Regions from separate parts of the Rattus norvegicus genome. Here region 2 is linked to region 1. The links are chromatin contacts, called in public Hi-C maps. All regions are on one chromosome and are shown on one strand. Each heading gives the region's core, a stretch centred on a gene start, on an enhancer-like site or on the middle of the called end of the contact. The rest is flanking DNA. Distances are from core to core; before and after follow the strand shown.

Region 1 (5,134 bases), core at 1,686-4,185:
ACACCTAAAATTTCTTACCACCTAAGATGGCGTTAGTGTAAAGAGGACAAGGGGCCGGTGATTCTGGAGTGCGTTGGTATAATGCTTGCATTACACGCATTGTTTGCTGGGTTTATTCCTCAGCACCACAGACACTCTAGGTGGTGATGCATGGCTACTGTAAATTCAGAACTAAGAAAGTAGAGGGCAAAAGATCAGAAGTTCAGGGTCATTCTCAGCTCCTTACTCAGTTTGAAGCTACATGAGACCCTGGTTTTAAAAAGGGAAATAAACTGTCCTAGAAATACAATTCTGGTGAAAAGAGTTGCACTCCTTGTACTGGTCAGCAGGTGGCACTGTGTGCTAAATGCTGCCTCTGCAGGTCTGCCTGCTTGCACAGTGTAGTCCACCAAGCAGTACAGAGGAGTGAGACTAGAAGGCCTAATCTTCTGAGGCAGGTGAAGTAGTTTTTGTTGCTGTTGCTTATTGTCTTTGGTTGGGCACTTGGGAGGCAGAGGCAGGCAGAGCTCTGTGACTTTGAGGCCAGCCTGGTCTATGAAGCAAGTTCTAGGACAGCCAGGACTCTACAGAGAAACCCGGGTGGGGAGGTAGGGGATGGTGGGAGGGGGTAGGGCATGGGGGATGAAAGAGGTGAAAGATGTGGACGAAAGTGAAATATACCGTCAACTTTTAAGAGGAAATTGGAAAAGAAAAACTGGAATTAGAGCTATAGGAAAGACTGAGGATTCATATTTATAAAATACTTTCTTCTTACCGTAGAGCAGGCAGAAAGGTATTTTGATGGCTCTTCACACTTTCATACCTCATACCTTGTTCACGCTGGATTCAGAAAGCTCACTTCGGGGTCTGTGTTCTTACTGTGAAAGAATAGAAGTGTAGCATCTAAAGGTGATTTAACATTGCTTTTTTTCCCCTTTTAAATAGCTGTCACAGGAGGCCTTTTCAGAATAAACTTAGGTCTTCGAGGCCTGGTGGCTGGCGGTATAATTGGAGCTTTGTTGGGGTAAGTGTTAACTTGGTTTAGTCTGTCTTGTCTACTGAAGGGATTAGTACATAGAACTATATACTAATAAAGCACAAACCTAGTCCTCAGAGACTTTAAAAGATGTTTGTCTTGTATCATCAGGGGCCGTGACTATCTAGTTCCTTATTGGGGCAGTTATGAGAGGATTAAAACCAAATGCTTTTTTTAACTTAAAAATTGTGGATTTTTTTTTTTAATGTGTACATGTGTGTGTCTGTGTCTGTGCCCAAAAAGTGTCAGATCCCTTGACGTTGTCATTCCAGGCACTTGTCAGCTGCCTGGCTGGGTGCTAGGGATAAAAGTCAGGTACTCAGCAAAGACAACGCACACTCTTTCCCACTGAGCCATACCCCAGCTCTCACTGTCCACTTGTTGTATTTATAGTTATCACAGTGTAATTAAAACAGTAAATAACAACTCAGTAGCATAAACAGGATGCATATTCAAGATTCCTTTTCACGGGGTAAAATATGTGTAAACATCGCCAATATGTGAAATTACTCGTAAACAAAATATTCATAAGGAGCAAGAAAAATGACCAGAAAATTGTTCATAGAGAACACATGTGTGCTGTAGCATGTTAGAATTGTTATTTGTTTTGTTTCCATGAATACATATTTTACTTAAAGGTTCTTCTTCTTCTTCCCTAGTTAAAATGCTAGAAATTCAAAATGGTTTCAACCCTACTGAGAAGCTGGATTAATGAGTATACTAAGGCCTCATGATGGACTCAATCCCAGCCTTTAGTCCAGTGGGCAGAGGCAGACAGAGCTCTGACTGTGAGACCAACCTGCTCTATAGAGTGAGCTCCAGGACAGCCAGGGCTACGCAGAGGGCTTCTGCCTCGAAATACCCCCGTGCCCCAATAGAGAAGCTGTGTATGGGTTTGTGAAGTGGCTCAGTAAGCTTACCCCCAAGCCTGCTGTCCTGACTTGTATCCCTACAACCCACATGTTCAAAGGAAGGATCTGACTGCTGATTGTCTGTGACCTGCGCACCCATGCTCACGCACACACGTGCGCACACAGAGTAAGAAGTGTAATGGTTTAAAGACTTAGCAGGGCTGGGAAATCAGTTCAGCATCAGAGCACAAGCCCAGCATGCACAAGGCTAAGTTGAACCATTTGGGATTACCCCTAACTGTATCAGCATGCGTCTGCTAGGGAGAGTTTGCAATAGAGGTGTCAGCCCTTTCATTGCCACTGCAGTCCCCAGAGTGGTTCTCAGTTTGCTTTGATTATCCTTGCGTTAGCTTTGGGTTAAATGTTTTTGTCAGGGTTGCTACATAAGTGCAGCTGTGCCCCTGGTGTATAGCACAGCAAGAGGCATGTATGTCACCCATTATAAGCGTTAAGTATTTGGTATATTGGTGATGATCTGTGTTGGCAAGGATGGAGGTGAGAGGAAGCTGCACACACTGTTGGTGGGAATGTAAGGCAGGCAGATATCAGTGAGTATGGGGCTGCCTGGAAACTAGGGTGGATCACACTTGTATCTCAGCCCTTAGAGCAGCGGTTCTCAGCCTTCTGACGCTTCCACCTTTTAACACGGCTAGCTCCTAATGGCGTGGTGACCTCAACCATAAAATTCTTTTCTTGCTACCTCATGGCTGTAATTTAGCTACCATTGAGAGTTGCAATGTAAATATCTAATATGTCACCCCTGTGAAAGGGTCATTTAACTCCCCAAAGGGGTCAGGACCCACAGGTTGAAAACCGCTGAATTACAATATAAAAGACAGGAGTTCAAGGTCATCTTTGGCTACCTATATGATGCCAGCTTGGGCTACATGAGACCTTGTCTCAAAAAAATCAATAAACCAAAAGCAAACAGTAAAACTAAAACTGTTACATGATCCCGTGTACTATTCCCTGGCATGCACTAGAGGGAGTCTGAGTCAAACAGTCTGTGATCCGCATTTCCTCGCTGGGACTGAAAGCCAGACACTCCCTCCCTGTTCCTAGAGGCCACCCACATCTTTCTCATGGGCCATCCATGTTCAGAATAACAATCTCTCTCCTCACACTGAATCTTCTGCTCCTTTTCAGACAAAGGAGACAGCTTTTAAGCTCACTCACCCAGATAATCTCCTTCTTGATTAAACCAGAACTCCAAAATCCATATTTCCATGCAACATGGCAAAACCACAGGTGTACTAGAGACAATGGGACCCAGGAGACTGGATCCTAAAGATGAGGTGGACCAAAGTCTCATGTGATTTCCATCTTTATTCAGAGCATCAGACAGGGTCAAGAGGAATCCTTTAGTCAAGTGAACAATTACAGGACAAGTCACCCATGGCAGAGATCTTTCCACAGGGACAGCTGAATCATAGTGGCAGGTGACAGTGAGTCTCTTAGACAACTCACATCTCTCCATACACCTGGGAGGGCACAGCATGGGCCAGTCCCTAAGAACACTTGTGTGTTTTGAAGAAACTGAGGTCACAAGACTCTTTTGTCTTGTTTTGAAGTTTTCTCTCAAGCACTCAGTCCTCACACGACTCCATTCTTAGACCGTGTTCCAGCAGTGGAGGGATTCGGACAGCAAATGTGGGGAGACTTGAGGCAGGGCTCTCTATTCAGTTCCACTGCAGTTCTTTCCCATGTGATTAGGTAGGGAGCGCATGTGACTGAACACCCGTCATCCCGTCCCCACGTGCCTTTGCTGCAGTGGTTTTAACAATGCATTGACATCCTTGCACCTTGGTTTTTGGGAAGGTGCTTACAAAGACAGCCTGGTCCTGGCCATCCTTGTGTTCCCATTAATTGACATTCTTCTGAACGAGTTATCCTTCATCCCTGCTGACCCACCCATCTGCCATCCTACCACTTTGTCAGGTTGAATCATGGTTGTCTGTTCTGAAGGGAGGGGACTGAGAGGTTTGAGATGCTCTGTAGGGCAGGCCAGCCTTGACCTTGTTATCATCCTTAGCTTTCTGAATGCTGAGATTATAAGCATGATTTATTACACACAGCTGGATTTATGGATTTTATTTTACAGTTTTCTTTTTCAAGACAGGGTTTCTCTGTATACCCTTGGCTATCCTAGAACTTATTTTGTAGGCCAGGCTGGCCTTGAACTCCGAGATCTACCTTCCTCTGCCTCCTGAGTGCTGGGATTAAAGGCATATGCTGCTACCACCTGGCTTATTTTACAGTTTTTTAATTGAATGAAATTTCGTTTGTCAAAACCCACTGCTAACATTATTTTTGTTGTATTGGTAGTCTATAAGCTTGGTCTGGAGGGAAACATTGTTGAAGCTAGTGGGAAAATTTTTCCTGATAGGGTCACTAGTTTGGGCTAGCCTCAACATCCCCATGTAGCCAAGACTAAGCCTGAACTTCTGATCTTCCTACTGCTACCTCTGAGGCAGTGGGATTGCAGGCATGTACACCTGCCATTTTACCCCCTCTGTCAAACCAGCAAAAATATGTTACACTTATCATCTTGACTATTTTTTATTAGTTTTTAAAATTAGTATAGAATGGAGCATGGCATTTTCATAATACTTTGTTCTTATGGGTCCTCCCATTTTCCCACATTGTCACCATTTTAAGTATGAATTCAGTAATATTAAACATATTAATGTTGTTGTACATTACATCCCCATAATGTTTTGTCTAAAACCTGAAACTATATTTTTAAACTGTAATTCCTCTCATCACTCCACCCAGCTATTGGCAACCTTCTTTTTACTTTCCCTTCTATTTAATTTTGACATGCATACCAGAATCATACAGCATTTGAATGAATGGAATCACAACATTTCGTCCTTTTGTAACTGGCTTATTTCACTTGCTTACCAACTTGCTTGAGATTTATTTACATTGTAGCATGTAATGGTTTCTCTTTTTTAAAAAATTTATTTATTTATTACATATAAGCACACTGGAGCTGTCTTCAGACACACCAGAAGAGGGCATCAGATCCCACTACAGACGATTGTGAGCCACCATGTGGTTGCTGGAATTTGAACTCAGGACCTCTGGAAGGTCTTAACCACTAAGCCATTTCTCCAGCCCATGGTTTCTCTTTTTAGTAATACATAATTCTCTCCCTCACCCCCTCTCAGTGAGACATTTTTTAAATGTCTGCTGATGTATTTTT
Region 2 (4,917 bases), core at 2,196-4,695, 54 kb after region 1:
AGGTTCTGCAGGAGGATGGGGTTCAGATGGCATCTCTCCTGAGCCTCTGGCTTATTTCTTTTGGGGGAGAGGGTTCATTGAGGACTCCTCAGGTAGCCTCTTGGTTCTTTAAAGGCACCCCATCCTAAGCTTCAGGGGTTCCCTTCAAGGAGCCATTTAGGAGGAAGAGCAAGACCCAGGGTGTGAGGGACTGACACCTCCGAGGAAGGAGAAACAGGTTTGGAACGACAACTAAATATCTCCTTCTAGAATTTTCTTTACCGCGGTATGTGTCCAGAAGTCTTCTAGAAACAGCAACGAGGTCGGATTTAGAGTGGTGGATCCAGGTTGATCAGCAGCAGGCCGTGGGGCAGAGGGGGCACGGAAGGAAGAAAAATTGCGCAAAGCACCCACTGCCCTTGTTTTTGTTCTCCCCTGAAGGCTGCTTTCTCTTGAGAGCCCCGTGGTCAGTGAAGTCCCTCAGTGAGTGGCTGTGGTTGGAACATGGAAGGCCCTTTGCAAGTTCGGGAAATGAAGTGGGTTTGGGGATCCAGGAGGGCTGCCGGTCCAGTGGGGGAATCCAGCGAAAGTAAGAATGCAGCAACGGAAGCCATTTGCCAGGAAGTCACCAGAGAAGATTTCAAAATGTACTGGCTGGTCTCTACCAAAGGTTGGGAAGCCCTGGCCTCTGGAAACAAGCAACAAGGACTTCCCCTGCTGTCTTTCTGTTCTGCTTCGAAGGGTTAAGCTTTTCCTAACCTTCAGATGCCAGTTTATTTACTGGAATTACCGCCTGCTTCTTAAAATTAGAATGCATGTGTATCTAAGTTTTGCTTTTTCATAGATCTATACAGATAAAGATAGATATAGAGTTTATATGTGTTTGTTTGTTTTTCTGTGTTTCCCTGGCTGTCCTGGAAGTAGATTTGTAGACCAGGCTGGCCTTAAACTCACAGAGACGCCCTGGCCTCTGCCTCCCAAAGTGCTGAGAGGAAAGGCATGGACCACCACCACCATGCCAATATTTTTCTTTACGACCGTGGTAAAGCGATGGTAAAGTAGTCTTAAAGCGATGCTTCAGACCACTGGGGAGACCAGAGAATATTTTAAAAAATCAGCCCATATGCCTTTAACATAACCAGCATTTAGCTGCGAGCCATTTTGTGACTTTTTTCTAAGTGGCAGTATGGGGAATGGAAGGGCTAATTCTAGGTTCCAGGCCTGATTCTTTTTGTATAACGAGGTCACCCAGACTCCAAAGAACTCTCTTCCCTGGTCTGGGTTTCCTCACTAGAATGTGATGAGTCGAACACACACTCCCACGGAAATGCCGTCTGGTGACTTAAACTGCTTCTGTGGACGTGTGCATTCTGCCTTTGCTATTGTGTGGAGGCAGAGTCTGCTGTACCCCTAAGGCAGTCAGTTAGCAGAATTCCCTTTTTCCAAGGGGGGGGGGCTCTCTCTTAAGATGTTTAGGTAATTCATTGAGGTCTGCACACATTATGGGGGATAATCCACTGTTCCTCGTGTTTACTGATAGAAAGGCTGATGTCTCCGCTGTAAAATACCTTCTCATCTGGAGGAAGATTTGAACAACCTGGGTGCTGTAGTCCGGCCAAGAGGACATCCAGTCAGCGGCTCAGATGGCATCTGAGATTTCCTGAATGGACCACATAGCAGCTGCTTTTGCATGTCTTTGTCCCTGGCTTTCCAGTTTTCATACTCTGAGTTTACGCTGAGGAGTTTCACAGGGTCTATCCTGTGCTTTGTTCTCCTTTGGCCCTTGCGGCTGTTCTGCTGTTAGTCCAACGGCCCTGCATATTAACTACTTCCTGTCAGCGTAGAGTGGGTGTTAGTGCCGGTTCTCGAAGCCTTAGCTGTCACTCTGTGGATCGGCACTCAGAACACATTTGGGTCTACGCAGTTAAATAAAGCTTTGTTTAACTGTTCTGTTTTCTGATCCTAAGTGAATCTTTTCTCTTAAAACAGTTTTAACCATGATCTGGTGAGAGAGGAGCTGGACACCAGGGCCTCACACTTTTATTGTATCAAACAAGAAGTTAGCTTATTGTGGAAGTGTTAATGTATGTAAACATTTGGAGTCTCATGAGTAGTTCATAAAGCCTTTTAAGAAAGGATATAAAATTCTATTTACAAAATGGCCCTGTTGTTTTAAAATCACGTACATACCATAAAGACTGTTTTACATATATGTATATGTACATATACATGCATGTGTATATGTATATGTGTATATATCTCCAGAGGGGTAATCTGTAGTTTCTATTTTTTCTCTAAAATGTCTTTATATATAATATAGAAAAAATATTCTAAAAGATGTAAGCCAGATGTGGAGTTGTAAGACTGAAATTCCAGCATTCTAAAGGCAGAGGCAGAAGGGTCACAAGTTTGAGACCAGTCTGATCTCAAAAAATAAATCAAAATTTAATTTACCTTCACCCCTATCCTTACTCAGAAAACTTGTTCTCCTTCTGAGCACTTCCAAATATTTATAATTTGAGGCTTAGCCTTCCAATCAACACGCACACTGCTTTATTAACATATATTCATCATCCCATAACTTATCAATTTATTTTTACTTAATAAAAACGTCTCTAAACTCCACGTGAACACCTCAATTACTTCTGTGATTAATAGATTTACTTATGCGATAATAGTTATTAATGCCAAAGTTAATAGGAGAAATTATATATGTTCAGTTCAAGTTTCCTTCTCAGATAAGTCTTTCCTTTTTGTTTTGAAAACATAGCAGAAGAGGGGATGTTTCCAGCATAGCTCCTTAATGGGATTTCTTGGAGTAGATCTGAAATTAGGGCGGACATTTGTTGATCTTGCTTAAGTTTAAGGAGTCAAGGCAGGATCTTTGAAGTGCGTTGGGGTCGCTTTACAAAAGCGGATATTCCTTTCAAGCACAAGGCCCGATTTGCGCCTTTCAGGAGACGATGTCAAACGGTCGAGGGTACTGGGGAGCGTGGCCAGAGGCTCAGGCTTACACTCAGAACACGACATGTGGGCTCAACGCCGCCATTGCTACCTTAAGGTCCTAACAAATCCAGAGTCATAATTTAGGGGAAAGAAACTATAAGTTCCTCTCTAAGTTCCCGTTTGAAACACTTCTGTGGAGAGCACGCAGAACCAGAGACTAGAGTTAGGATTGGGGAGCCCTCGCCGCTCTGAGAAGTGGGTAACAGGCGCTGGCTGTCGTACGGTCCGAGGGGCAGAACCCTGGCAGGGTGAGCGCGGAGCTCGCCCCAGCACCACTCGTCTCAGCCCACACGCAGCACCGAGCTGTTACCGGGCAGATCTCAGAGGCTTAGGCGCCCCAGCGCCGCCCCTTCCTCCTTCCATCCGGTGCGGAGGACGCGGAAGGGCTCAGCCCCGCCGGAAGCTGCTGTGCGCCAGCGACCGGCCCGCCCCTGTTCTGCTCTAGGTTCCGGTGCCCACACCGGGACTCCAGCGCGGGCTACCCCGCCTCCAGCTCCGGCCAGCCAGCCCTCGGCTCTGGACAACCCCGATCCCGCCCCACGCTCTCAGCTCCGCCTCAGCAGGTACAGCCGCACTCCCTGAGCCACTATCCTACTGCTGACCCTGAACCCGGCTCGGCCCGGTTCTCACCTCCAGACTGGTGCCAGGCCAGTGTCCTCCAAGTGGTCACCAAGACTTTCCTGAGTGCATCGCGGCCTCCCCTCCCCCCACCTTTTTTCCTATTCCTCCTTCTACCCAGGCCAGGAAAACAAATGGGAAGACTGGAAGTGCACTTCAGTTTTAATTGTATAGTTTTATCGCTACCTCACCTGTGGAGATTTAGAGTGGGTTAAGGAATGACTTCTGAAGCGGCTGGGGCAATATGGTTGCACGTGTCAAGGTGAAAAGGTATTTCATAGTGAAAAGACACTGGCTACTTCCTCCGTCGGTTCCCACACACCAGGGGAGAGCCGCAAAAAGGGAACCTGGAGCATTTGGAGGGGAAGCCAACAGAGCTTGTGCTTGGAATACGTGGGCCTCAGAGGACACTTAAAATCTACATCTTTCTCCCCCACAGATGGGAAACAGAACTCCAGTGTGAGCGGCTTGGTAATGGTCACACAGCGAACACAAGGGAGTACAGAACTCTAGTTCCTAGCCTTTGTTTATACATACAAAGTATTTTGATAGCATAAGCAGGATCTGGCTTTTCCTTACTGCTTCTCCAGGTCTTTGCTGTACTGTGCCCAGTCCTGAGCCCTGACTAGGTGGATTGTGGCAGTACCTGGACTTGAACTAAACCTAAAATAGCCTTTGGGGGGGAAAGGCAGGTGGGTGGGAAGAGCTTGGGCCGAGGACAGGGGCGAGCTAGTCTCTTAGCCCCTGAGAGTGTTTGCCTCGTTCGTGGAGTGGATCGGTGAGCGGGTTGGGTGAGTGGGGTGGGCAGACACTGGAGCACTCTGAACCTGAATCACCACAGGGAATGGGTGCTGTGGGGCCCTGGCTTAAGGTAGAGTGGGGAGTGCATTCATTCATTGGGAAGCCAGTGCGCTAGCAAGGATTCAGTTTGTGGTGGGTGTATCGTTTGTAATGCAGTGCTACAGAGCTCTTACCAGATAGGAGACAAACGAGGGATTGGAGAGATGGCCTGGCCCGGCCCGGCAGTTAAGAGAACTGGCTGTTCTTCCAGAGGACTCAGGCTCAATTCCCAGCATCCACGTGGCAGCTCACAAGTGCTAGTTCCAGGGGGCCCAGCACCCCCCCACACACACAGATACACACGAAGGCCGAAAGCTAGAGTATGTAAATAAAACTGAATCATTTACAAATTTTTAAATATTGCTGGTAAAGGGAAGATGGCAGTTGATGAGTAATAAAAGTAATCACAAAGTTGTGCTCACTATGTACTTTATGGAAACGCATTCATTCATTCATTCATTCCTCACAACACAC

Evidence for each region. A called contact is a pair of places that touch in the nucleus more often than the background predicts.
Region 2: a Hi-C map of Schwann cells shows a contact between it and region 1, with 4 times the contacts expected there. The contact joins the promoter of Adprh here to the enhancer-like site in region 1. A contact is called at or near these places in 3 of 12 Hi-C or Micro-C datasets (Schwann cells, hepatocytes and kidney).

Annotation. Positions count from the first base shown.
Region 1 is chr11:75,748,021-75,753,154 of GRCr8, forward strand. It overlaps Timmdc1 (translocase of inner mitochondrial membrane domain containing 1), which reads left to right. Exons shown (of 7, transcript NM_001007676.1): 5 at 925-1,003. Among named protein-coding and RNA genes, the nearest start is that of Timmdc1, 16 kb to the left of the region's middle. Within about 2 kb of position 2,936, at least 14 of the 93 cell types and tissues checked have an H3K27ac peak or open chromatin away from gene starts, as enhancers often do. A contact at or near this core is called in Schwann cells and hepatocytes, where this site is marked.
Region 2 is chr11:75,801,902-75,806,818 of GRCr8, forward strand. It overlaps Adprh (ADP-ribosylarginine hydrolase), which reads left to right and starts at 3,446. Exons shown (of 4, transcript NM_183325.2): 1 at 3,446-3,548. LOC108352341 (a long non-coding RNA gene) reads left to right here. Exons shown (of 3, transcript XR_001840512.3): 3 at 421-1,888.